Regions from separate parts of the Mus musculus genome. Here regions 1, 2, 3, 5, 6 and 7 are each linked to region 4. A link is a contact called in public ChIA-PET, HiChIP or PLAC-seq and promoter capture Hi-C data. All regions are on one chromosome and are shown on one strand. Each heading gives the region's core, a stretch centred on a gene start, on an enhancer-like site or on the middle of the called end of the contact. The rest is flanking DNA. Distances are from core to core; before and after follow the strand shown.

What was found. Promoter capture Hi-C pulls out the DNA fragments that hold promoters and counts their contacts. ChIA-PET counts read pairs in DNA pulled down with a chosen protein or histone mark. HiChIP or PLAC-seq counts read pairs in DNA pulled down with a chosen protein or histone mark.
Region 1: a promoter capture Hi-C map of liver shows a contact between it and region 4, with 3 times the contacts expected there. The contact joins the promoter of Fabp1 here to the promoter of Immt in region 4. A contact is called at or near these places in 9 of 39 promoter capture datasets (3T3-L1-derived adipocytes, cranial neural crest, embryonic stem cells and 4 more) and 3 of 115 datasets of contacts at active chromatin or transcription factors (embryonic stem cells and extraembryonic endoderm stem cells).
Region 2: an H3K27ac HiChIP or PLAC-seq map of extraembryonic endoderm stem cells shows a contact between it and region 4, with 12 times the contacts expected there. The contact joins the promoter of Eif2ak3 here to the promoter of Immt in region 4. A contact is called at or near these places in 10 of 39 promoter capture datasets (3T3-L1-derived adipocytes, the HPC-7 cell line, cranial neural crest and 7 more), 2 of 484 Hi-C or Micro-C datasets (embryonic stem cells and uterus), 2 of 115 datasets of contacts at active chromatin or transcription factors (bone marrow-derived macrophages and extraembryonic endoderm stem cells) and 1 of 9 other capture datasets (adipose tissue).
Region 3: a promoter capture Hi-C map of pre-B cells shows a contact between it and region 4. The contact joins the promoter of Tcf7l1 here to the promoter of Immt in region 4. A contact is called at or near these places in 1 of 39 promoter capture datasets (pre-B cells) and 1 of 9 other capture datasets (adipose tissue).
Region 5: a contact with region 4 is called in an RNA polymerase II ChIA-PET map of memory CD8 T cells, with 56 read pairs. The contact joins the promoter of Mat2a here to the promoter of Immt in region 4. A contact is called at or near these places in 2 of 39 promoter capture datasets (erythroid cells and pre-B cells), 2 of 484 Hi-C or Micro-C datasets (erythroblasts and regulatory T cells) and 3 of 115 datasets of contacts at active chromatin or transcription factors (effector CD8 T cells, memory CD8 T cells and pancreatic cancer cells).
Region 6: a promoter capture Hi-C map of neutrophils shows a contact between it and region 4, with 6 times the contacts expected there. The contact joins the promoter of Elmod3 here to the promoter of Immt in region 4. A contact is called at or near these places in 7 of 39 promoter capture datasets (erythroid cells, hematopoietic stem and progenitor cells, hippocampal neurons and 3 more), 1 of 484 Hi-C or Micro-C datasets (uterus), 1 of 115 datasets of contacts at active chromatin or transcription factors (bone marrow-derived macrophages) and 1 of 9 other capture datasets (liver).
Region 7: a contact with region 4 is called in a promoter capture Hi-C map of pre-B cells. The contact joins the promoter of Capg here to the promoter of Immt in region 4. A contact is called at or near these places in 2 of 39 promoter capture datasets (liver and pre-B cells), 3 of 115 datasets of contacts at active chromatin or transcription factors (memory CD8 T cells, microglia and pancreatic cancer cells) and 2 of 9 other capture datasets (liver and macrophages).

The regions. Positions count from the first base shown.
Region 1 is chr6:71,198,369-71,201,277 of GRCm38.p6, reverse strand. Fabp1 (fatty acid binding protein 1, liver) reads right to left here and starts at 1,399. Exons shown (of 4, transcript NM_017399.5): 1 at 1,285-1,399. The coding sequence starts at 1,351.
Region 2 is chr6:70,843,025-70,846,366 of GRCm38.p6, reverse strand. It overlaps Eif2ak3 (eukaryotic translation initiation factor 2 alpha kinase 3), which reads right to left and starts at 1,852. Exons shown (of 17, transcript NM_010121.3): 1 at 1,346-1,852. The coding sequence starts at 1,641.
Region 3 is chr6:72,787,523-72,790,726 of GRCm38.p6, reverse strand. Tcf7l1 (transcription factor 7 like 1 (T cell specific, HMG box)) reads left to right here and starts at 1,682. Exons shown (of 12, transcript NM_009332.3): 1 at 1,682-2,017; 2 at 2,102-2,165; 3 at 2,389-2,516. The coding sequence starts at 1,775.
Region 4 is chr6:71,829,588-71,832,661 of GRCm38.p6, reverse strand. Immt (inner membrane protein, mitochondrial) reads right to left here and starts at 1,342. Exons shown (of 15, transcript NM_001253681.1): 1 at 1,147-1,342. The coding sequence starts at 1,191.
Region 5 is chr6:72,438,196-72,441,462 of GRCm38.p6, reverse strand. It overlaps Mat2a (methionine adenosyltransferase II, alpha), which reads left to right and starts at 1,907. Exons shown (of 9, transcript NM_145569.5): 1 at 1,907-2,117. The coding sequence starts at 2,027. It overlaps Particl (promoter of Mat2a antisense radiation induced circulating long non-coding RNA), which reads right to left and starts at 2,780. Exons shown (of 1, transcript NR_046011.1): 1 at 848-2,780.
Region 6 is chr6:72,596,972-72,600,112 of GRCm38.p6, reverse strand. It overlaps Elmod3 (ELMO/CED-12 domain containing 3), which reads left to right and starts at 1,700. Exons shown (of 12, transcript NM_001253692.1): 1 at 1,700-1,791. Retsat (retinol saturase (all trans retinol 13,14 reductase)) reads right to left here and starts at 1,511. Exons shown (of 11, transcript NM_026159.5): 1 at 1,317-1,511. The coding sequence starts at 1,485.
Region 7 is chr6:72,547,850-72,550,732 of GRCm38.p6, reverse strand. It overlaps Capg (capping protein (actin filament), gelsolin-like), which reads right to left and starts at 1,460. Exons shown (of 10, transcript NM_001042534.3): 1 at 1,232-1,460.

The sequences.
Region 1 (2,909 bases), core at 150-2,649, 630 kb after region 4:
TCTACCAACCGAGCCACATTCTCAGCCCAGCGATTCATTTGTTGTAAAGACCCTTCCCTCTGTGGCTCCCTGCTTCTTACTCATCCTCCCCTCCACCCCCCACAGATCCCTCCTTCTTTAGTGGCCTGGCTCTTAGAGTGGGAACACTTCATCCTCCAGAATGTTTAGCTTCCAAATCCAATTACCTTTGAAGTGATATGGGAGCTACAGATAATTAGGCCATGCACAAAGTAGGACCATGCCTGGCAAACTTGCTGTGGCCTCTGGAGTCAAGGCTCTTGGGGGTAATGTACAAAAATCCTTTACCCTAGAATAGGGCTTTTCAGATTTCAGAACAAATCTGTGCTTTTACATGAACAGGAGTTCACAAGAACCGGGGAGTTCACAGTGACAGTGGAGGGTCCCTTGCAAAACTAAGGGATCCTCACATTCATGATCTTTGACTTGTCTGCAAAAGAAGCTCTGAGTCCTAGGATGACCCGAGAGTCCTTTCCCCACTCTTGCTGTTCCTCATCTTTTCCATGTTGGTAACCCCCTTTGTTCCACTTCCCCCTCTGCCCACAGGCCTCTTTCTTCCTGTTATATACTCTTCTCTCCCTGGTTCCAGGCTCAGCTTTCATCATCACAGTCTCCCCCGTACCTGAGTACCCTGGGAGACATAGGGTGTTTAAATAGGGTCTCTGGGACCCAGCACCTGCTTCTAACTCCAACACAAACACTCTCTAAACTGTGAGCCTCATCACAGCTACCTCACCTACCCCAGTCGCCTCAACTGTAAAATGGGAAAACAGCTCAGTTTTATGGTGAGTATTTACTGTGGGCATTGCATGGCAATGCCTGGTATAGAGTCATACATATTAGGAGACACTTCATTCCATTTATCTCCAAATAACTGGTCAAGATTGTAGCTTTGTCTCTGAACATTGGTCAGGATTGTAGCCTATCACACTCTGTCTCTCTGGTATATGTACAAGCATGGGGTTGGCGTATGGTTGGCCTTGAATCAATGTTTGCTAGAAAGTGAGTGAAGGAACAAGGTCTTAGAATAAAGTGCCATGAGACACACACTTCGAACCAGTTCATCTTCCAATGTAGGGTTGTTTCCACTTCCCTGGAGTAGCTTTGTCCAGTGGGGAGCAGTAAAAGTAACAAGAGAGCAGGAGAGTCACTGGAGAACTCCTCAATTCGGTATAGCCTGGACCCCTCCTTCCACCTCAACACCAGACCTGGACTATCTGTTGATAGTAGGGCTAGCCCCTCGTTGCTGTCATAATCACCACTCACCTATTGCCTTCATGAATGGCTCAAAGTTCTCCTGGCTCTGCAATTGGTACTTGCCGGAGAAGTTCATGGTGGCAACGAGGCTTCCTTTCCACAGCTGACCACAACAGCTCTGCCTGCCAGGTCACCCACTGTTGCCTATTTTATAAGGGGATTCTTCCTCCTCAGATATAGGCCATAGGTCAGTGATTGTCGATTTATTTATGGCCAGGCTCAAACATTAACTCCTGAGAGCAATGGTCAACGATAAAAATCAGAGTGGGCAAGGCAGAGGTTTGTTCTAATTCAGCAAACATTAGTGAGTCCAACCAAGGGCAAAGCTCTCTGTAAATGTTGCCTTTATGGTGACTTAACCCTACTCATGAAATAAGTGTGCATGGTTGAAATGTATGTTGACAAATGTATGTATGTGCAACATACATACATTTAGAAATAATTTAGAAACATGTGAATCACATCTCCAGCAATGCACATATGCATATATACCTAAGTGCACATATGTATGTGTTTGTACATGTGTACACTTGTATGTATGCATATATTTATATACATGTCACTACATATCCATATGTACATACATAAACACACATACGTGTGTGTGTGTGTGTGTGTGTGTGTGTGTGTGTGTGCGCGCGCATTACATGGGGAGAAATACCTTTGAACTCAAAACCTTTTTCATATAACCTTATGTTTATTTCTCATTTTTTATTATTATACAAACATAATTTTACATACATTTTATCAGTCCTTAAAGCTGTTTTGTATTTTGAGAATTCTTCTTCAATGATTCCAAGCAAGCCTCAATCCAGGCAAGTCTCAGTCCAGGCAAGCCTTAGTCCAGACAAGCCTCCCCTTTGAAGGCATCTACTGTCAGCAGGTGTAAGCTCTTTAACTAAAGCAGCAGTCTGAAAACTTAGATTATTTTATCTGCTAGAGACAAGTCCAGCCAAGAAAGATGGCATTACCTGCTGACTTTGTCCCATCCCTGCCTCACAACTAAGAACAGGGCACTAAGATGGTACACGGGCATTCAGCCTGACTAGAAGTGGCCTTGGGGAAGAGGCCTAAGGATGCTTCCAAAGATCTCTGATGTTCTTGTTTGTCATGGGGGAATTGTCACCCAGAGCATCTTCATCTCCCCATTCCAGCATCCTAGGCAGTTCTCAGCAAGTGCCACTTCACAGCCTATTTCTCTTCTGTTTAGACTTTAGCATCAGCCTCATTACTCACAGCCATCGGCCCTCCATCCTCTAGTCTTTTCTGCCCCGAGGCTACATAGACTTATAAATCTGAGGCTGGGGTATGCCATGCCTCAGTTTTGAACCCATGGTCCCTATTGCTCTAGCAGTGACAGGCCCCGGATAGCGTGGAAGGTCTGTGTCTACTGTCCTGACTGTGATGACTGCTCAAAATAGAGCTTGCACTTTGCTTTCATTTTTGTCTTGCAAAATGACTGCCATTGTCTAAGCTTCTAGTGAGGCTGTTAGGCTTGCCAAACCCAGCCTCATCACCCACCTTTCCCTAGAGGTCACAGGCATAGGCCAGCTGAAGGTGTCGGGGTATTTCTTCCTCTATGTTTGAATTTGTGTCTCTTCTACACTTTTCCTGTCCTCCAGCTGTCTGCCTCC
Region 2 (3,342 bases), core at 603-3,102, 990 kb after region 4:
ACCAAATCATTCTGTCACAGCCATTTCTTATCTATAAACCTACCTCATCCCTTGCCTTACACAGCATACACCAGCAAACTGTGCATCACCCATGACAGTTCCTTTGTACTGCTTTCTACTGTTCATTTGAACCGCCCTACAGTTAGGACCTTCTGCTTCATCCCGATTGCTGGATTGACTGCGTATTCCTTCCAAGAGCAGAGGCTTCCTGCTCTACCTCCATAACCCCAGGGGTTCTGCTCAGCTTTAGAAAGTCCCTGCTGCTGCAGGTGTGTGTTCTAAGGAAAACAGAATAGTTCTCTCTACTTCGTGTAATTTACTCTTCACAGCTGTTTCACTCATCTAGGAGAGTTCATACATTCGCAAATAGATGAAATTGTATTCTTTATTACTTAAACATTCTTAAATATAACTATTCAAATGGTGTATGGAGAATTTTAGGGCTTGCCCTGTTTATTTCTGGTAATCACTGGGTACCTAGATCAAGGTTCTGATACTTTTTATAATCTATAACTACTATGTTACAAACTTAGATATGTTCTAATTTAGATGCAGCTCTTAATTTACCTAATGCTCTTTTAGCATTCTTTCTATTAAATAGTGCCACTTTCTCCACACATGCTATCTGAAAAATACTTTATTAAAGTATTTTACATTCTGTGCAGACTTTGAAAATTGCTTTAAAACTTGTCTCTTGAATTTGTATGTTTATAAGGCTAAGAAATCCAACTGAAATAAACTATGCTAACCCCCTTTAAATATCAAAAAGCTGCTAGGATAAAAGAACCCAAGCACACTCCTTAAACTTTAACCTCTAAGTGTGTTCGGAGCTCTTGAGAGTGCTTGTTCTTACCCAGAAAAGGTCTGGTTTAGTAAAACCGGGGCGGAGCCTAGAAAACTGTCCATTTAACCAGCATCCCCCTGGTAATTCTGATGCAGGTGTTCCCGCATATCTCAATTAGAGAAACAGAAAATCAAAACCCTCGACCAGGAGCCACAACAGACTTGTATTTGAAGGATAAATGTAGGCATCTCTTTTGAAAGTCGTTTTACCTGTCGCAACAGAATCAGGACAGAACGAGTCAAGTATTTGGGAATGGGAGTGTAAAGTGCATATGGTTAAAGCCCGAAAACAATGAAAGCGGGGAAGTGACTTTCTTCCCTAAGCCGGGTGTTGCATTCTCCAGGCATCCCTCATCCTCCTTTAAAGATGCTGTTGCCCTCCCACAGCCAGGACCAGGCAGGCGCTCAGAGTGGGACAGGAAGGTGTCGCGGCTCTCTGCTTTGTCCGCAGTCACTCGCATCCCTGCGAGAGGTGCCCCGACCCTAGTTCCCAACCTCTCACCTGCCGCGAGGCCGCAGTTCCACGTCGTCATCGGGCTCCGTCGCGCGTGACTCCGGTTCGCCAGCGGCAGCCGGCAATGCCTCGGCGTCCTCCACGGTCACTTCGGCCGTTGCCACCGCAGGCACCCGCGCGGCCGAAGTCGGGGCGGCCGCTGCCCCTAAGCCAAACACTGTCTCCGACGCGGGAGCAAGCAAACTGCGGGCGGGCGCGACCGCCGAGATCCCCGCCGCGCAGCCCAGCAGCAGGAACAGAAGCAGCAGCAGCGCGCGCGGCCCGGGCCGGGTGGCGCGCTCCATCAGCGGCCCGCCCCACGCGCGGGCATGGAGACCCTGCCGTCGGCGCCCGCCCGTCTCGCCGCTCGGAGCCTCGGAGCACTGCGAGCGCGCGCCACGGACCCCGCCGCCTCTCGACTTCGCGCCGCAGCAGCAGAGCTGCCCGGCCACGTCTCAGCCACTGCCACCTGAGTGACAGCCTTGTGCAGACATCGCCCATTGAGCGAGGGTTCCGTGCGTCTGCTCTGCGATTGGTTGCGCGCCTTGCCACTCCGAGCCAGGCAGACGCGTTCCTTGTTGTCAACATTATACCTACCAATCAAATTGTAGTTTTCCCTGTGGCAGTCCGGCCCTTTTCCGGGAACGACGGCCAATGAGAAATGCCCCTCCCCAGAGTCTTCTTAGGCGATTGGTGAATCATTTCAGTTCCCTAATGCCACTTCTGGAACGGATTGGTCCATTCCCTGATTGGCCTCGCCCCTCAAAGTGAGGCGCTGGGAAAAGCTTGGAGATTATTGGTGAAAGTGGATGCTCCTCAAAGGCCTGAGCTAACTGCTTCTTGATTGGTTGGAAGCGGCACTTAGTACGTGGCCGATTCTGAGTGTGAAGAGGACCGTCCCCTGTGAAAGGAAGAAGAGTGGAAAGGAGTCCCGGGTGGCCGGGAGGTGGCTGATCTTAAAGGGATAGATGCTTTTGCTATTCCCAAGCCGAATTTATTTGGAAAGAAGGGATGAGAGTTGGGGGAAAGTGACTGCACAGGTCATGTGTCCTTAGAAGTTCAGGAGTTGCCCAATTTGTGGCTAGGAAGGTATTAAGAATTACAATTACAGCTTTGATAGAGATGACAGTGATCTGTAGAACAGATAACCCAGAGCGCCCGGAACGCCTCTTAACCTGTTTATAAAGGAGGATCCCAGGCCTGGCGCACTTGAAGTAATCTGCACAAGGTCACACAGTCACAAAAATTTATTAAGTCTCCCGGTTGGTTTGGCATGCTTTACACTGCCCTCAGGAGAAATAGAACGACAACGACCAAAGTGGGGAAGGTTCAAATGTTTGACCAAAGCGTTTAAAATTCTCTTAAAGTAGTTGCGAATACCCTGAAGATTTCAGAGCTGGTGTGTGGAAGAGTAAGAAGTTGCATCCTTCAGCAGTGTACTCAGAACACCAACCAAACACTGGGAAGATTTTTAATGATGTTGGCAGTTTGTGTACGCTGGTCTCCATCTGCATGAAGCACACTTAATTTCCACTCAGCCCCAATCCCTATAAACCCATTTCTCCCTTTAGTTCTCACCACATTCCTTCTCTCTTCTGTACAACAAATCTCTAAAGCGCCTTGTCTTCCTGTCCTCTCTCATCTCACACACACTGCACAGGCATTAGTATTCCTCAGCTCCACCCAGATTGCTCTGATTCACTCACATGGTTTTAATAAATTCGAAGAGGAGTCCCGTTTTTCCTCCTAAGTGTCCTCCACTGTGGAACTCAGCCTTTCCTCTATGAGACATTTTGTCCCTTGTTTTCCTGCTTCCCTACAGGGCAGGATATGACCTTCAACTTACCCTGTGTTGCTTAGGATGAAAGCCAAGGACCGGAAGTTCTTGCCCTGTATATTAATTCTCCAGGGCTGTCATAGCAAATTCCCTCTAGCATATGTGTTCTAGAGGCTAGAATTCCTCCATCGGGAGCCATCAGAATCGAGTTCTTCTGAGGCCCCTTTTG
Region 3 (3,204 bases), core at 433-2,932, 960 kb before region 4:
CCAGTTCCCTGCTGTGGGTTCTGTGGGAAGAAAGATGCAGATGGACTGTAGCTCTCTCCATCACCCCCTTCTTAAAGCTGTAACTTTGTCCAGCCTCATGTGTAAGTTGTGCTTGCTTGCTTGTTTGCTGGCTTGCTTGCTTTTAAAGACAGGGGCCTCTCTAAGCAGTTGTCTTGTACCTCATTGTGTAGACCAGGCTGGCCTCAGCCTCACAGAGATCCACCGGCCTCTGCTTCCTCTCTCAGGTTTTGGGATTAAAAGCACAGGTCACCATACCTGGCTTTCAGTTGTGTTTAAAACATTTAAAAAATATGCTCATACTGACGTTCTAGACTGATTTTAAAATTTATGTTGTCACCAATGTCCCCATGGAGGATGGCTCCAAGTGGCGTTACTTCCCCCATCCCCAGCTGACTGAGGATATATGAGTCTATCTAGTCCCGAGGATTGAACACAGGACCTCATGAATGCTAAATACACGCTCTACCATCTCCATCTTTTAAATGATACCTAACTTGTGAGGGAATGAGTGCACATGGCATGGTCCACACGTAGAAGCTAGAGGACGAGTGTCTGTTCTCTACTTCCACCATGTGGGTACCGGACAGGGAACTGAAGACATGGGGCTTGACGGTAAGTACCTGCTGAGCCATCTTGTTAGCGCCCAGATACTCTCTCAAGTCTGTTTTTTACCTATGAAGCTAGTTAGGTAATTTGCTTATGGTGCTTGTGGGCTATCACGGCAGCTTCCTAATCAGCTTTGGGAGTTCTGGGTGATAATTTCTTCTTAAAATCAATACAGTTAAAATCCCGTCTGAATCCAAGACAGTGAGTATTGAATTTCACACCTCTTCTCCAGCTTTAGAGAGAAAGCGTGATCTTCAAGGTTGCAGTAGTTCCTTACTAAGAGGAAGTGATCAAAAACACAGTTTGGGGACAGGAATGCGTTGGAATACCATAGGAAAGGGAATGTAAGACCGCTCAACTTGTTTCAAAGTGTCACAAAATCTGGCTGAGTAGAAGGGCTGATGGGATCCTGTACTCGGCAGGCTGAGTGGTTGTGCTCGGCGGATCTGCGAGTCCTCGGCTGTCCCGCAGGGGGCAGTGCTGCCTGCCAGTGCGGTGGGAGCGGAGTGGGAACCCGCGCGGAGTTCTGGGGCTTGTTTGCAAAGAAAGTTAGGGGATGTGAAGGAGTGCGGGCCAGACTCTTAGAGGGAGGGTGCGAGAAAGGACTTCCCAGGGTAGCCATGGAGTTCACTGGAGGGGATCTGGATAAGTTCGAGGGGTAGGGTGGTCGCACGAGGAGGGTAGTTGTAGGCCCCGGAAGGTGCAAGCGAGCAGGACGCGAGTGTGAATACGAGTGTGCGTGCGCGCGCTGCAGTTCGCCTGGTTCCGAGAGGCGCGGGTGTCAGCTTGCAGCCGGGGCTCCTCCCTCCGGCCCCCCTGCCCCGCCGGGCGGTCCCTCCCTCCTTCCCCATCGCCCCTCCCCGGCGGGCCAGGCGCTGGGACGCCCGGGCCGAGAAGGCAGCGGCGGTGGCGGCGGCTAGTTGGGAGTCCTAGGTTCCGTGCTGCGGGACGATTCGGAGCCGAGTGTCTCTTGCCCCGGCTGGGCGGTGCTGGGCCCGCTTCCCACAGAGCCACGCCCTGTCAAAACTTTGTCGCCGCAGCGGCCAAACGATCGGAGCCGGGCCAGCGAGAGGGAGGGAGGGGCGCCGGGCCGGGCCAGGCAGGGCGCGGGGCTCCGAGCGCAGCGGCCCCGGCCCGTGGCCCCACCATGCCCCAGCTCGGTGGTGGCCGCGGTGGCGGCGCCGGCGGGGGAGGCGGTGGCTCCGGAGCCGGGGCAACCAGTGGAGGGGACGACCTCGGAGCGAACGACGAGCTGATCCCCTTCCAGGACGAGGGGGGCGAAGAGCAAGAGCCGAGCAGCGACAGCGCTTCGGCGCAGAGGGATCTGGATGAGGTCAAGTCGTCCCTGGTCAACGAATCGGAGAATCAGAGCAGTAGCTCGGACTCCGAGGTAAAGGGATTCCTAGGGTCAGCCTCTGGGGGACCCGGGTCCCGCTCCCGCTCACCCGCCCTCGCCTTTGTGTCTCCTCCACAGGCGGAGAGGCGCCCGCAGCCCGCCCGGGACGCTTTCCAGAAGCCGCGCGACTATTTCGCCGAAGGTAAGTGCCTTCTCCGTCAGTCTCCACTCTCCAGCCATCAGCGATTGGCCGTACGGGTCTCCACGGTCCGGGTGGCGGAACCCCTGCTCTCCTCCCATCGCTGCAGCAGCCACTCTGGGGCTCACTCGAGGGGTGCTCGGGTTCCAGATTCCCGCCCCGAGCTCCAGATAGCTACTCTGTCTGGGGGACCCCTGACCTCACTCCACTTTGGTTTTGTCCGCAGTGAGAAGGCCCCAGGATGGCGCTTTTTTTAAGGGACCTGCGTATCCTGGGTACCCCTTCCTGATGATTCCAGACCTGAGCAGCCCGTACCTCTCCAACGGACCCCTGTCTCCTGGTGGAGCGCGCACCGTAAGTGTCAGTCCGGCCGTGCCGGGACCGGTGGGCGTCGGGCCCGGCGGGATGCGCCCCTGGGCTTTCCGTGGTGTGGGGGATGGGGCCTCCTGCCTGAGCTGATCCTGGGCCGAACTTGTTTGCAGAGTCAAACTCCCCTGTGGCGGCCTAGTATGAGACTGCTTTTGGCCAGTAACGGGATGAAAGTAAAGTTCTTTTAACTTCTCGCCTTTGGGAGATTGCGGCCTGGTGGGACCTCCCAGCCTCCCAAATTCCTTGCTCCTACCAAAGGAAAACTTGGATTTGTGCCTGCCTTTGGAGGTGGGGGGTGTGTGTTTGGGGGGGGGGTGTCTCGCTTTCCTTCCCGGAGATTGGTCAGCTTTCCCCTTGGCAAGGGAGAAAGTTGGGCAAGGGCCTGGAGGATCCTGACTTGAGATGTCCTCTGACCTGCGGGTTCCCTGGGCTGCTGTGAGCTGTACAAACTCCTTATTTTGTGTGAACTATTCACGACCCACCCCCAATCCTCACCCCCAGGGCCTCAATTTTTCTGCAGAACTCTGGGTTTTAAACTCCTCTGAGATGGTTTGGAGGGCGACCCAAGGCATTCTTACTTGGCTTTTTCCCCCTTTTGTTGCGGGCTTTTCTCATTTAAAGCGAGCGCTGCGACACTTTAAACCTGTTAATGGGAGCGCATTGTGTGCTGTGT
Region 4 (3,074 bases), core at 93-2,592:
TTTAGCTAATTATGAATTTGGAGGAAGTAAAAAGTACTATCTACAAATGAGAATCAAAGCACAGCTAATACTTCTCAACAAAGCCTTGCATGACTCTAAGCTGAGACTCCACAACACTAATGTCCAGACTACTACAAAAACTGGAAGATAATCAATGAGGGTGTAGTTACAGGCTGCTTAATGTGTGCTGTTGGATAAATACCAACAGAAAACTAATACGGGGCTCACTTCCCTATGCAAGAGGCTGAAGGACAAACAGTAAAGCAAAAATAAAGAACAAAACTGCTTAACTTCAATCATCTCAGGATGACCCTGTCTCGAAACTTTATCCAATTACTGCTCAAGTTGCAGCATGTTCCTCATAACCTTTCAAGTGTTAGTTTTCTAAAACTTCTGAGTAATGGAAATGGGGTTTTTATTTTCAACTGTAGAAAGTTATACTGACAGTTATGAAAAATTAAAGAGAGACAAAACAGGGCGCCTAAGATACCTGAATGTCAGACATGGTTCCAGTGCTTAGAGACACTGATCCCCAAGCTAATCTCAGAAATAAGCACAAGGTCATGACTTCTGTCCTCCTTCAGCACCAGAAGTTTAAGCTCGAGAAATGAAAAATCTTTCACCTTTTACTATAAGACTAGCTCAAAGGCGCTCTCGGCTACGGAAACAAAAGGAACCCACTCCCAGATTAACAGCAACTTTGACCCCTAGGCTCTCCACCAGTCCAGGAACCTGCTTATTAAAGATGCAACAAGCCCTGAGAAGCAATCCCTGCTGGGAACTGTAGTTCTCCCGCGCCGACCTTCACGATTGGAAACCTATCACGTGCCCAACCGGCGGCCCAGACGCCAGCAGCCAGGATTGGTCCGAGACTGAGATAAGGAGGTACTGATTGGATACCAGGTCCCTGAAGCCACGCCTCAGCGGCACACCCGCCTCCCCGCGCTCCACACCCCAGCCCGCTTCTTCAGCAATAACCCTCGAGTCATTCCAGTCCAGCGGCCGCCCTAGAGGACTGCCTCGGTTCCCCGCACTAGGGGTGGCTCTGCCTGGGGGGGGTGCGCATCATGGATGCCTCTCACGTTGTCCGTTGGCAGTCCGCAGTCAGCGTGACCACGCGCCCCTTCGGAGAGACCCCACGCTCACCTGGGCCGCGACGGTCACGCCGGATAACTGACAGGCCCGCAGCATTTCTGCCGAAGCGACAGCGCTGCTGGTGGACGCGGGAACGACCGCGGCCGCACGAGAGGAGGGCGTGCGTGCTGGTGTGCGTGCCCGCGTCTGTACAGCCTAGCTGCGTCCGGCGCACCGGAAGGGCCACCGGCACCACTGCGCACGCGCCGCCTCCTCCCCTGCTACAGCCGAGGCGGCTCCCTGAGGGTGGGACTCACCCCGGCTGCGAAAAGGGGAGTAAAGCGGTGATTGGCGACTAGGAGGCGGAAGGGCAGGTTCTCCTTCCGGGTCGCGCTTGGGCGCTAGTTTGTCTGCAGATGACCGGGTTACTAGGTGAACTGGCCGGAGAGTGCTGTGTAAAGTTCGACTGTGACTCTTAGAATTAAAGCGTTGGTGAATTAAATTAGAATTAGACTCTTAGAATTAAAGGGATGGGGAGGTGGATCCGGTAGGGACGCCTGCTCCCAGTCCTGACGACCTGAAATTTGCGACCTCTCTGGTGGCAATAGAATCGATTCCAATTAGTTGTCCGCTGACTTCTTTATGGAGCTGAGGCACACGTATGCCTACAGGGTTTTTTTTTTTTTTTTGGTTTTTTTTTTTTTTTTTTTTTTTTTTTTTTCTTTTCCAAAGGGTTGCTGAAGAATAAGCGAATGTGCTGAAGGCATCCTGGGGCAGAATGTGTTTCCGGTGTCTTTAAATAGTAGAGAACGGATAGGAACCCAAATTCTAAGTTCAGGTTTTTACTTAAGTCACACCGCTTTTTTTTTTTTTTTTTTTTTTTTTTTGCCACTTTTATTTTATAAAGATGATTTCGGTCGCAGTTTTGGGGACGGTTTGGAAGACTCTTCCAAGCGTTCTGAGTTTAACAATGTGTTAAAAATTGACTGTCGTTAATATTCTATGTAAATTCCACTATGATTATGTGGTTCTCTTACCATAATAACATAGAAAAATAATTTTCAAAATCTGTTGGAGGCTGGACCTAGTCGTGCATGCTTTTAATCCCAGCGCTAGAGAGGTAGAGGTAGGCAGATATCTTTTGAGTTCAAGGCCAGCTTGATCTACAGAGTTCCAGGACAGCCAGCTGAATATATTGAGACCCTGTCTTGAAAACCACAAAACAACAAATCTGTTTGCAAAATACTTACAAGCCATAAGTAGGTGATTTGTTATGATACGATACAGATAAAAAAAAGCTGCACTTTTATTTTCATTTATAAAATAAATGAAGTCCAGTGTTGTGGTCACACTGTAAATGACAGCACTTGGGAGGCTGTTGCAGGATTGGACTACATAAATTTCAAACAAAAAACAGGAAAGATTTGAAAAATATCAAAAATGTGTTTATGTTCTATATTATCTACGTTCTATACATGCCAAGCTTTTCAGAGCACTTCAGTAATGTACTTGTCGATCTTTGTCATGTCATCATTCGACAGCCTCCAGTCCTCCCATTTTCTTAGTAAATCTAGCAGTCTGGCTCCATCCCTGTTCACCGCTGCTCTGGTTCTTGCCAGCGTGATAACGTCTCGCACACTGTTGACCCGGGGCTGCTTTTGTACTACACTTCGGACCTTGTACTACAGACAGTCTCCTTGGCTTTAAGATCTCATTCTTCAGGGCTGGAGAAATGGTTCAATGTCTAAGAGCATATATTATTCTTGTAGAGGACCCAGATTCAGTTCACAGCCCCAATATCAGGCAGCTTACAACTTCCTATAAATTATCAGAGAGCCCTCCAGATACAGACACAGACATGATTTATAAAAATAAATCTTAAGCCGGGCATTGGTGGCGCATGCCTTTAATCCCAGCACTTGGGAGGCAGAGGAAGGCGGATTTCTGAGTTCGAGGCCAGCCTGGTCTACAAAGTGAGTTCCAGGACAGTGAAGGCTACA
Region 5 (3,267 bases), core at 658-3,157, 610 kb before region 4:
TGTTAGGTAACAGCAGAAGCGTGACCCAAAGCCACGAATTGCAGTCCCTATGAGCAAGAGAGGTAATGATGTATAACTGAGTTTAATTCTCTTGGCAGGATGAAACCAGCTGTGGAGCTGAGAGCAAAGGGGTGTCAGAATTTAATGAACTAATCATTGAATTTAACCTCCTCCCTCTCTATTAATAAAATAACCTTTTAATTATATTCTGGCTTCTATATAGATTTTTCTGCTGGAAGGTAATGCACTGACCGGTCTACACAGGCATTTTGGTCTGTCTGGCAATTTTATTACTCATTGTGAGGTACTCTTAATGGCTGAGCCATCTCTCTAGCCCCTAAAACAAGTAAAAATTATGAAAGTCTTTACTATTTTCTCATGAAGGGCTAGTTTTAAAAATAAACCCAACGAACAAGAACAAAATACTGTCAGGCTGCCTGCAACGATGTGGTTTCCGACATGGAGATGAGCCTGTGTGTGTCCCTTATCTTCTTTGTTCCTAGCATAGCACAGTCTAAGAGCTTCCTTTGTTTCCCACAGTGCCTTTCTCAAACTCCCACCTTTGCACTGGCACACACCCTAGAGGGAAATGCCCCTTGCTTTTCATAGTGTACCTAATTTTCTGAGGCAAGGCAGCTGGCAGCCGGAGGTTGTCATTCAGCCTCACAGTCAAGTGCATCTTATGCTAGGAGCAGGCTGTTCCCTAGCATCATAAAACCCGATGTTCTTGACAAACACTGGTTCTCAAAAGCCACCAGGCTCCTGGCCTGCCCTAAGACTGGACCCAACAGTTGTGTGACACTGGCCTCATAGAGGGTCTCTGCATGCAATTAGCTCCAGACTCCACTCTTTGTCTGTATGGAGTTTTATTTCCCTTTTTTTCCCCGTCTGTTAATTCATTTCATGAGCAAAACTGAGACAACTGCAAAAGTTTAAAAGAGAAAGTGTCATAAAATCGAGGCCATTTGACCTTGACAAGCTCATCTGAAGCACATTTGAAGGCTTGAATAGCGCCCTCCCCTACACACACGAAAGAAGCATTCATATTCTCTCGAACAGATTGGAACGTCCATTTCTTCCTAGGAAGCATGGAAAACCAAGCCATGCAAAGTCAGATTTAGGATAGAAAAGAATCTAGTACCGTCTCAGACTACGGGGGTCCACGAGGCTCGGCGAGGGGGGAGGGGAGGCCGCCGGCAAGTGGCAATTGTTCGGAAAAACAATACAGCATTCCTGCTAGTTGGCTTTACAGCCATTTTCCCCAGAGCAGTTACTCGAGGCATGACTAACGGTAGGGCTAGAACCCCTCACAATCTCTCGTTCCCCGGAGGGAACCGTGTAGGATGGATAAGGGCAGTGCCTATTAGCCTCCGCTGGCCAGTCAACATGGCCACCTTCACATGGCAGAGGGCCACCCGGCGCTGGTGCACGAGGTGGCGAATGGAGGGTGGTGGTGGCAGGAAAGACCCTCGGCGAGAGCCACAGCACAAAACGGCCGCCACCGCCACGGCCGCCGCTGGGAGGCGCGCGCGCCGGCAGACCTCCGTGGGCAACGGTCGGAGGGATGTACCATACCCTCGTACAGGGGAGGCCGTCCTTCAAATCCAAATCCTCTCTTCTCCAGCAATCAACGTGGGGATGGGCGTAAACCCCAAGTCTACTCACTTACATCTCCATTTAACCCACGCCATCAAGATGACTAACTACTGGCAGGAGGCCCGGTTAGCTCTGCTCGCCCCCCCCATCGGTAGAATGGTTCAGCCGGAGCTCGGCTCGGCGGACCTCCCTGCCAACCCCCATCCGCCCGCCCGCGGCGCATTGGCGCGCGACGCCGAGGGGCGGAGCCCGAGCCGGGCGCGCGCGACCCCCTGCTCTATAAATACTGGGCCGCTTCGCCCGCCGCTCCGTTCGCTCCGAGTCTCCAGCCTGCCGAGAGCTGAAGCGATCCTCCCTCTGTGTCTTCCGCAGCCCTCCGCCTCGCCGCCTCTCAGTCTCCTCAGAGTCGCCCTCTCTCACCGCCGCCGCCATGAACGGGCAGCTCAACGGCTTCCACGAGGCGTTCATTGAGGAGGGGACGTTCCTCTTCACTTCCGAGTCTGTAGGGGAAGGTCACCCAGGTGAGCCGACGGGGACTCGGAGGAGGGAAGGGCGGAGGGCAGTGGCGCTGGGGGTGGTCGAGGCCGTCTCCGGCGGCGGTGGGCATGGCAGCGGCCGCGCGCTTCCCTCGTGGCGCCGCGAGTTTGCAATGTGCGGCCCCGCTCCCCTCCCCCTTTCTCCGCTCCTCATCCGGCGGCGCGCCCCGGCATGCGGAAGGTTCCAGAAATCGAGAAGGGCGGGGGCTCGAGGCAGTTTTGAGATCGGCGCGGGGAGGGCACTGCTTCCTCCTCTTTAGTCCCGTCGCCTGGAAAAACCTCAAGTGGGCGACCCCGCCCCGCGTGCTCGCGTCCGGCCGCCGGGAGCGCGCGCCCCGCATTGCAGCGGCTACCACGTGTTCGCCGCATGTGGAATTGGGGCGAAGCGGAGCTGGCGGCCTCTACCCACCCGACCCCTAGTTTGGAAGTGGGGGCTGGTGTCTCCGAAGGTCCCATCTCTAATATCCCTGACTTCCGGCCCCTGGAAAACGCTTAAGAGCATGGGTAGACATGCCCTTTAGCCTTCAAGGTGACAGACTGCCACTGACTAAATATAGCGCGAATTAGAGAAGGCATCCCTTATTTAGAGTGTGCTTGAAAAGGATGAAGTGCATGAATTAAGTGTATACTCCCATCGCGTTAGGTTTCGTTTTAAAGTCTTCCCTTTGGTCTTTTTCCTACAACTAAAGGAGGATTTATTTCATGTTTCCTTAAGGCTTTGTCCACTGAACCGCCATGATGAGATCGGTTATAATGAATCTATTATATGGACTTTGGGTTTCAGATGGAACATAACCATTTAGTAAATACTAATATTCAGTTTGAGCTGTTTCCGTTCGCAGGGGGTCCACAGCAATATTATTACATGGCTTGTGAGGAGCATCTTGATGAGTGATGGTTGAAAGACAAGTGTTGCTGTGGCTCCTCCCACACTCCCCTCAAGGAAAGGAGTATCTCCATATCTATTGAATCACTCCTTAGTACAGCCATTAGATTCCATCTTAAGGTTCTGTGGCTGCAATACACATTTTGGGGTAGTAACAAAAATCAAGGAACATAGAGCCAAGCACAGTGGTACACTAACTACTACAATCCCAGCGTTTAAAGTATGGAAGCAGTTTAGTTTGTCAGCCTG
Region 6 (3,141 bases), core at 451-2,950, 770 kb before region 4:
TTCCTCCCCAGCGCTGGGATCACAGGAATGTGCCACTATGTCCAGTAAATCTGCTCATTAAACATCATTGCCCAAGGCCAAGTGTTCACAGCTTTAGTCTCAGCACTCAGGAGGCTGAGGTGGGAGGATCTCAGTGAGTTCAAGGCCAGCCTGGTCTATATAGCAATAGCAAGTTCCAGGACATCTAGAACTATAGAGAGAAACACTGTCTCAAACAACTAAAAACTAAAAAAAATAAAATAAAAAAAAAATCTCCATCCAAGCCATGGTGGCTCACATCTGTAATCCCACCATTTGTAATCTCTTGCTGATGGTGGTTGGAGAATCACTGTGAATTTGAGACACACTTGTCCTGTATAGCAAGTTATAAGCTAGCCTGGGCTACAAGTATGAGACCTGCCTCTCCCCCAATCCACAAACAATAACAATAATAAAATAACTGGGTGTGGTGCCTCTTAGGAAGTAGAGGCACAAGGATCAGGAGTTCAAAGTCAGTCCCCAAAAAATAGTGCAGTTAAGGCTAGCCTAGGCTTGGCTAAAATTTACAAGTCAGAGGCTCCTGGAGGTCAAAGAGGTGATCCTTGTTTGTTTTTTGAAAGTTTTGCATTTGGGGGTTTTGGTTGTTTTGGGGTTTGATGTGTGCATTTAGACAGGGTCTCATTGTGTAGTCCAAACTGGAATTAAATTGTTGCACCACTATGCCCAGCTCCAACACTTCCGTAAAACGTTGAAAGGCAGACATGCTGGTGCATGCTTGTAATCTATCTCATCATGCTGGGGACAGAAGAAGAGGGCTGCTCCGGGTTTGAGCCTGGGCTGCGAAGAGAGTTCAAAGCCAACTCCAGTACAAAAGTGAGACCAGTCTCAAAAACACAAACCTTGGGAGCACTCTACACGTGCTTTAGAGATGGTTCACTGGAGAGTGGAGTTCTTATCCCTAGCCAGTACTGAAATTCCGAAGTTATTATCAAGCTTCAGTTCTATGAACTGGACTACATTTTGCCTGCAACCCGCTTGTTAGGAAAACTTTCAGTGCTGCTTCCCTGTGCCCCCGAGCATGCACAGAAGTATAGGGAAAAGTTGGCTCCAGACCCAAGTAGGGGAAAGGTCTCTTATTCTGTGTAAGCCGTGAGCTGAAAAGATTCCAACTGGCGGGGCTGGAATTTGGCGTGCCAAGGGTAATGCCTGCACCCTTTCAGAAGCAAAGAACACTAAATTATGGAACCTCTGTGTGCAAGAGAAGTTTTCCCAGCACTTTACTAATGGGGAGACATGAGCAGAAGGCCCGAGAGCAGGCCTGAAACCCATCAGTTGACCTTGTTTGAGAACTTTCTTCCTAGCCTCCTTGTCGGTCACCAGGGGTTCAGGCGGTCGCTTGACATCCTCGGCGAAGGGGTTCGGGGAACTTGCAGCGTAAAGGCCCACGTAGACCCTGTGGAGGATCACCAGCAGCAGCACGGCCAGCAGCAGAGCAGTGATCCACATGTTGCTGCCAGGGCTCGGAAGACCGCGTCCTTTCCCCGCTGAGCTCGGCTTTTATAGCTGAGGCCCCGCCCCTCTAGTTCGTCCTTGGAGTAATACCAGACTTGGAGGAGCCGAAGCATTTTGACTCACGCCTGCTCAAAACTGATGAAGATTGTCCATTATGGACCTCCGTATGATCTTTGCAGAGCAGGAGTTCAATTGCCTAATGGGAAATGTAGTTCTAGCGCGAGACAGGCGACACTGCACGGCTGCGCGAAAAGGGGGATGTGGGATCCCCCCCTTACCGGAACGCTGGGGACGCGTCCGGTGAGCAAGGGGTCTGGTGAGGGAGGTGAGGGTGAGGAGGACGATGTCTGGTGGAAATGGTCACCGCGGGACCACAACAAGGATGAAAGTTGCAGGTCTGAGAGAGATCCTGTCTGGGAGGCAGAGAAGACCTGGGTTCTGGTGCCTTTTCCGTGTTGGATTCGCTGGAACCTCGGAGGCAGTTCATTGCTTTCCTCCCCTCTCCTCTTCCAAGCAGTGACAAAGTTTCTGTGCCCACACAGCCTCTGTCTGGGTATCTGAGTTGAGACCTTGTTGAGACCTGCACAGGAGCTCTCCTAAACCTGTGTCAGCCCAGGACTGGCAGCCTCACACCGACGTTATCCCTAGGTGGATTCCCCTAATCGTAACTACTCTATCAGGCTCTCAAAGTGCAAGCCACCTAGGACAAGCCTCAAGAAAGACTAAGTCAAGGATCATCCTGTGTGTTTATTTGCATTTAAGGACGCACCAGCTTCTAAATCAGCTTTTCAGAGAGTTTAAGCTCCAGCAGACAGTCTAGATATCCTACCATCTTAATGTTGCCCTTTGAGGAAAGTAGGTCTGAAATACGTACTTGACTTAAGAGGGATTTGTTTGTATAGGAGGCCCATTTCCTCAGGTACCCACTATCAGGAGGAATGACTTCGTAACTTTGAGTGTTTTGTCCTTGTTTTAGGCCCCAGCGGTGCTCCAGTCCGGTATGTAAAGCAGGTCATGCTTCTATGCTACTTGGTTCGTTTTCCCCACAGTAACAGGAGAGCCTTCCCGAGACTTTGTCAGTCCTACCTGTGACCCTGCCAGGTTATCTGATGTGTGTGTATCTTATGCTGTCATTTAGGCCGAGATGGAAGGAAAGGAAAAGAGAGGTAGATGCTGAGGTTCTGGGGAGGGGGGGGGGGAGCTAGTTCCTGGGGTGTTTCAGGGAGGACGTTACCACCATCCTCTCTAGATCACAGGCAGCCAGGCGTCGAGCCCAAAAGCTGTTTGTTACTGGCAGTCAGTCCTTGGGGAATGTAAATCATAGTCCCCTAGTGGAGGACTGGCTCCGTGGAGGGCCTCCCCACTGACTTAGTCCTCTGAGTCTGTGAAGTATGACTGTCAGTTGTGTGAGAACCATCCACTCTCATTTTCCCCCTCGATATCAGGGGTTGAGCCTCCTTTGCTGCCACTAGGTTACAGTCCCAGCCTTTCCACACTGACTCTCTGGTGTGTGGGTGTGAGCATGCATGCCCATATAGGAACAGAAAGATCAGGGGGACTGTAAATTGCCTGTTCTGTCACTCTGTGCCTTCTACCTTTGAAGTTGGTAGAATTGCTTCTCTGACTGAATGTGGAACTAGGCCCAGCAAC
Region 7 (2,883 bases), core at 211-2,710, 720 kb before region 4:
TTCACTGGGAACGGGAAGCATGCCGGGAACCAGACCCAGGGCCACAGGGCACAGCTGGAAAATGCTCTACCACTGAGCTACATCACAGCTGGCCACCTCTGCTGAGGACTCCGTTTTCCCCCATTGTGCCACAATGTGATGAGTTTTAGGGGCTGGCTTTCTCCCCGAGACATGAAAGCACCTTTGGAGCAGGAAGCTGAGTTTGCCTATGGACCTTTGGACACACCTGACTGTGCCCGGAAAAGTGTCTGATTGTCCTAACTTGCTGAGATCCAATGACTGGACTAGATGAAAACCAACGGGATTGCTTAGGATCTCGACATCCAGGCAAGGCCTGGAGCAGCCTTGAAGCAGAAAGCCAGAGGGCAACGAGGCCCATCTGACTGTCGTGAGCAGTGGGGGGGAGGATGTGTGCCCTGCTGGCTAACTCTGGCTAGAATACCTTTTAAGGACACACTGGGGGCTTAGAAGTGGAGTCCACTCCTACCTCCAACAAAATGCTTGATCCTATCAATGTGCATCAGTGGCCCAGTACTGAGGAAAACTGGGGCTATTTTTGCCCTCTTGGACCCTGACTCACAACAGGTCACTTCCCCTCAAAGACCATATCCGCCCCGTTAGTGTGAGCTGAAATAGCGGCCCTAGGGAGGAAATAGAGGGCCAATTCAAGAAGCCCAGGACTTTCTGACTGTGGCCAATGTCTCTTAGAAGTGGGAACAGCAGTGGCTCTGAACCCCCAGGACAGGCCAAAGCAGATCCCGCTCCCCACACCCCCAGATTCTACCTTCATCTCTCTCCACACTGGTCCCCAGCCAACCCTCTAACTGGGGGCTGGCTGACTGTCCCTCAAGTAGCTGAACCTACCTTGTTCCTTCTCAGTTCCCTTCCTTCCAGTTGTCTGGGCCCAGGATAGTGCTATCTTGGGGACAGACACCACCAGATCTGAATTCACCTCCCGACAGGTTGATGGCTTCTGGGGATCTCTCAGGTCTGACACCACCTCCTACAGACCAGGATGAGCCCAGACCCTTCAGCTCCTCCCCAGCAGCTAGAACACATCCCACCCACACCCACTCAAGACTCTGCAGCTGCAAAACTACAGCTAATGACCTGAGCTGACTTACGCCTGGGGACACCGTTCCCACCTGTTCCCGGACCCTAGCAGCCAGCCCTCACCTACCCACTCATGAGAGTCCTAGTCCCTTCTCTACAGAGCCCTTCCCAGTTTTACCTCTCCACGGGCCTTTTCTTCTCAAACTCGTCTCAGCTTGCCCCTCGATAGCTAGCTTCTAACTTCCCTCTTCGCCACTGGGCTGCCCCACCCACCTGCCCCACCCATGGGGAGGCTCAGTACTCAGAAGTCTAAGGGCTCAGGAAAGCCAGCTCCAAGGCTGGGCCATGCGGATGGAAGGCTGCTATTTCTCAGACATGGTCACTGGGAGGTTAAAGCCTGACTAGGTCTCATCACAGCGGCCTCGGGCAAGGCAGATTCTGAACAATTTAAAGAGTCAGACCAGCAAGGAAAGTCCCATTCCACTCACTAGCCCCGGCAGAGGCCTGAGTCTGCTCAGGCCCTGCTGTGGCTGGTTAGTCACTTTTCCTGGGTTGGGTCACTGGCCCTACACTACTTTTTCCTCCTCCCCCTGACTAGTTGTCTCATTGCCCTGAGTACATGTGATGATGACCTACTCCTTCTCCCTCCTCCTCTTCCTCCTCCTCCATTCCCCTTCCCCTCCTCCCTCTTCCTCTCCTTCCTCCTTCCTTCTCCTCTTTCTCCTTTTGGTTTTTCAAGACGGGGTTTCTCTGTGTAGCCTTGGCTGTCCTGGAAATCTCTCTGTAAACCAGTCTGTTTTTGAAGCAAAGTTCCAAGAGAGTGTTTGAGGCCCTGACACATTCTCTCTCTGTGTGTGTGTGTGTGTGTGTGTGTATGTGTGTTCATTTTGGTGTTTTGTTTTCGAGACAAGCTCTCATGTAGTCAGGCTAGCCTCTAAAGGCAGCTCAAACTGGTCTTGAACACTTGACCCTTCTGATTCCCGGATGCTGGGATCACAAAAGTGCACCATCGTGACCAACTGTTGTTTGGTTGTTTTACTGAGACAGCGTCTCACTTTGGCACCCAGGCTGCTATGAAACTAAATCTGTAGCCCAGATTGGCTTCAATGCTATGAGAATCCTGCCTCTGCTTCCTGAACACTAGTGATTTACATGTAATGAGGCACCACACAAGGTGTCTTGAAACATGAAGTCTCTCTATGCCCCTTAGCTAGGCATGGTGGCTCTTGCCTTTAATCCCAGCACTCGGGAGGCAGAGGCAGGTGGATCTCTTGAGTTCCAGGACAGAGGGCATATGGTTTCAAGCTCAACCCAAAGCAACAGCCGCTCCCTTCGCACAGTCACAGGACCATAATATAGAATCAGTCTGATCTAACTTGCTGGCCCCAGGAAAGCCTTACCCTGGGGCACAGCCCGAAGTCACATAGAAAACAGGACGCTCAGTCAAGGAGGCTCTTATTCCCTCCTAATCCCTAGGTCAGCAGTTCTCAACCTCCCTAATGTGTGACCCCGCAATACAGTTCCTCATGTTGTGGTGACCCCCCCAACCATAACATTATCTTCCTTCTACTTCATAACTGTCATTTGCTACTGTTATAACTCGTAATGTAAATACTTTAGAGATAAAACTTTGCCAAATGATTCATGACTCACAGGTTGAGAGGTTCAGGAATATTTGCACCTAAGGAGCAGCTACAGTTGGGTGACTCAATGTCCAGGGACCCTGACAGGCCCATCCTGGAAGAATGTTAGTCAACAGTCAGATCCATAAGTCCACTAAGCCATAGAGTTTAGTGTTCAGAGTCATGGCCCTGGCCCAGGTAGCACCGA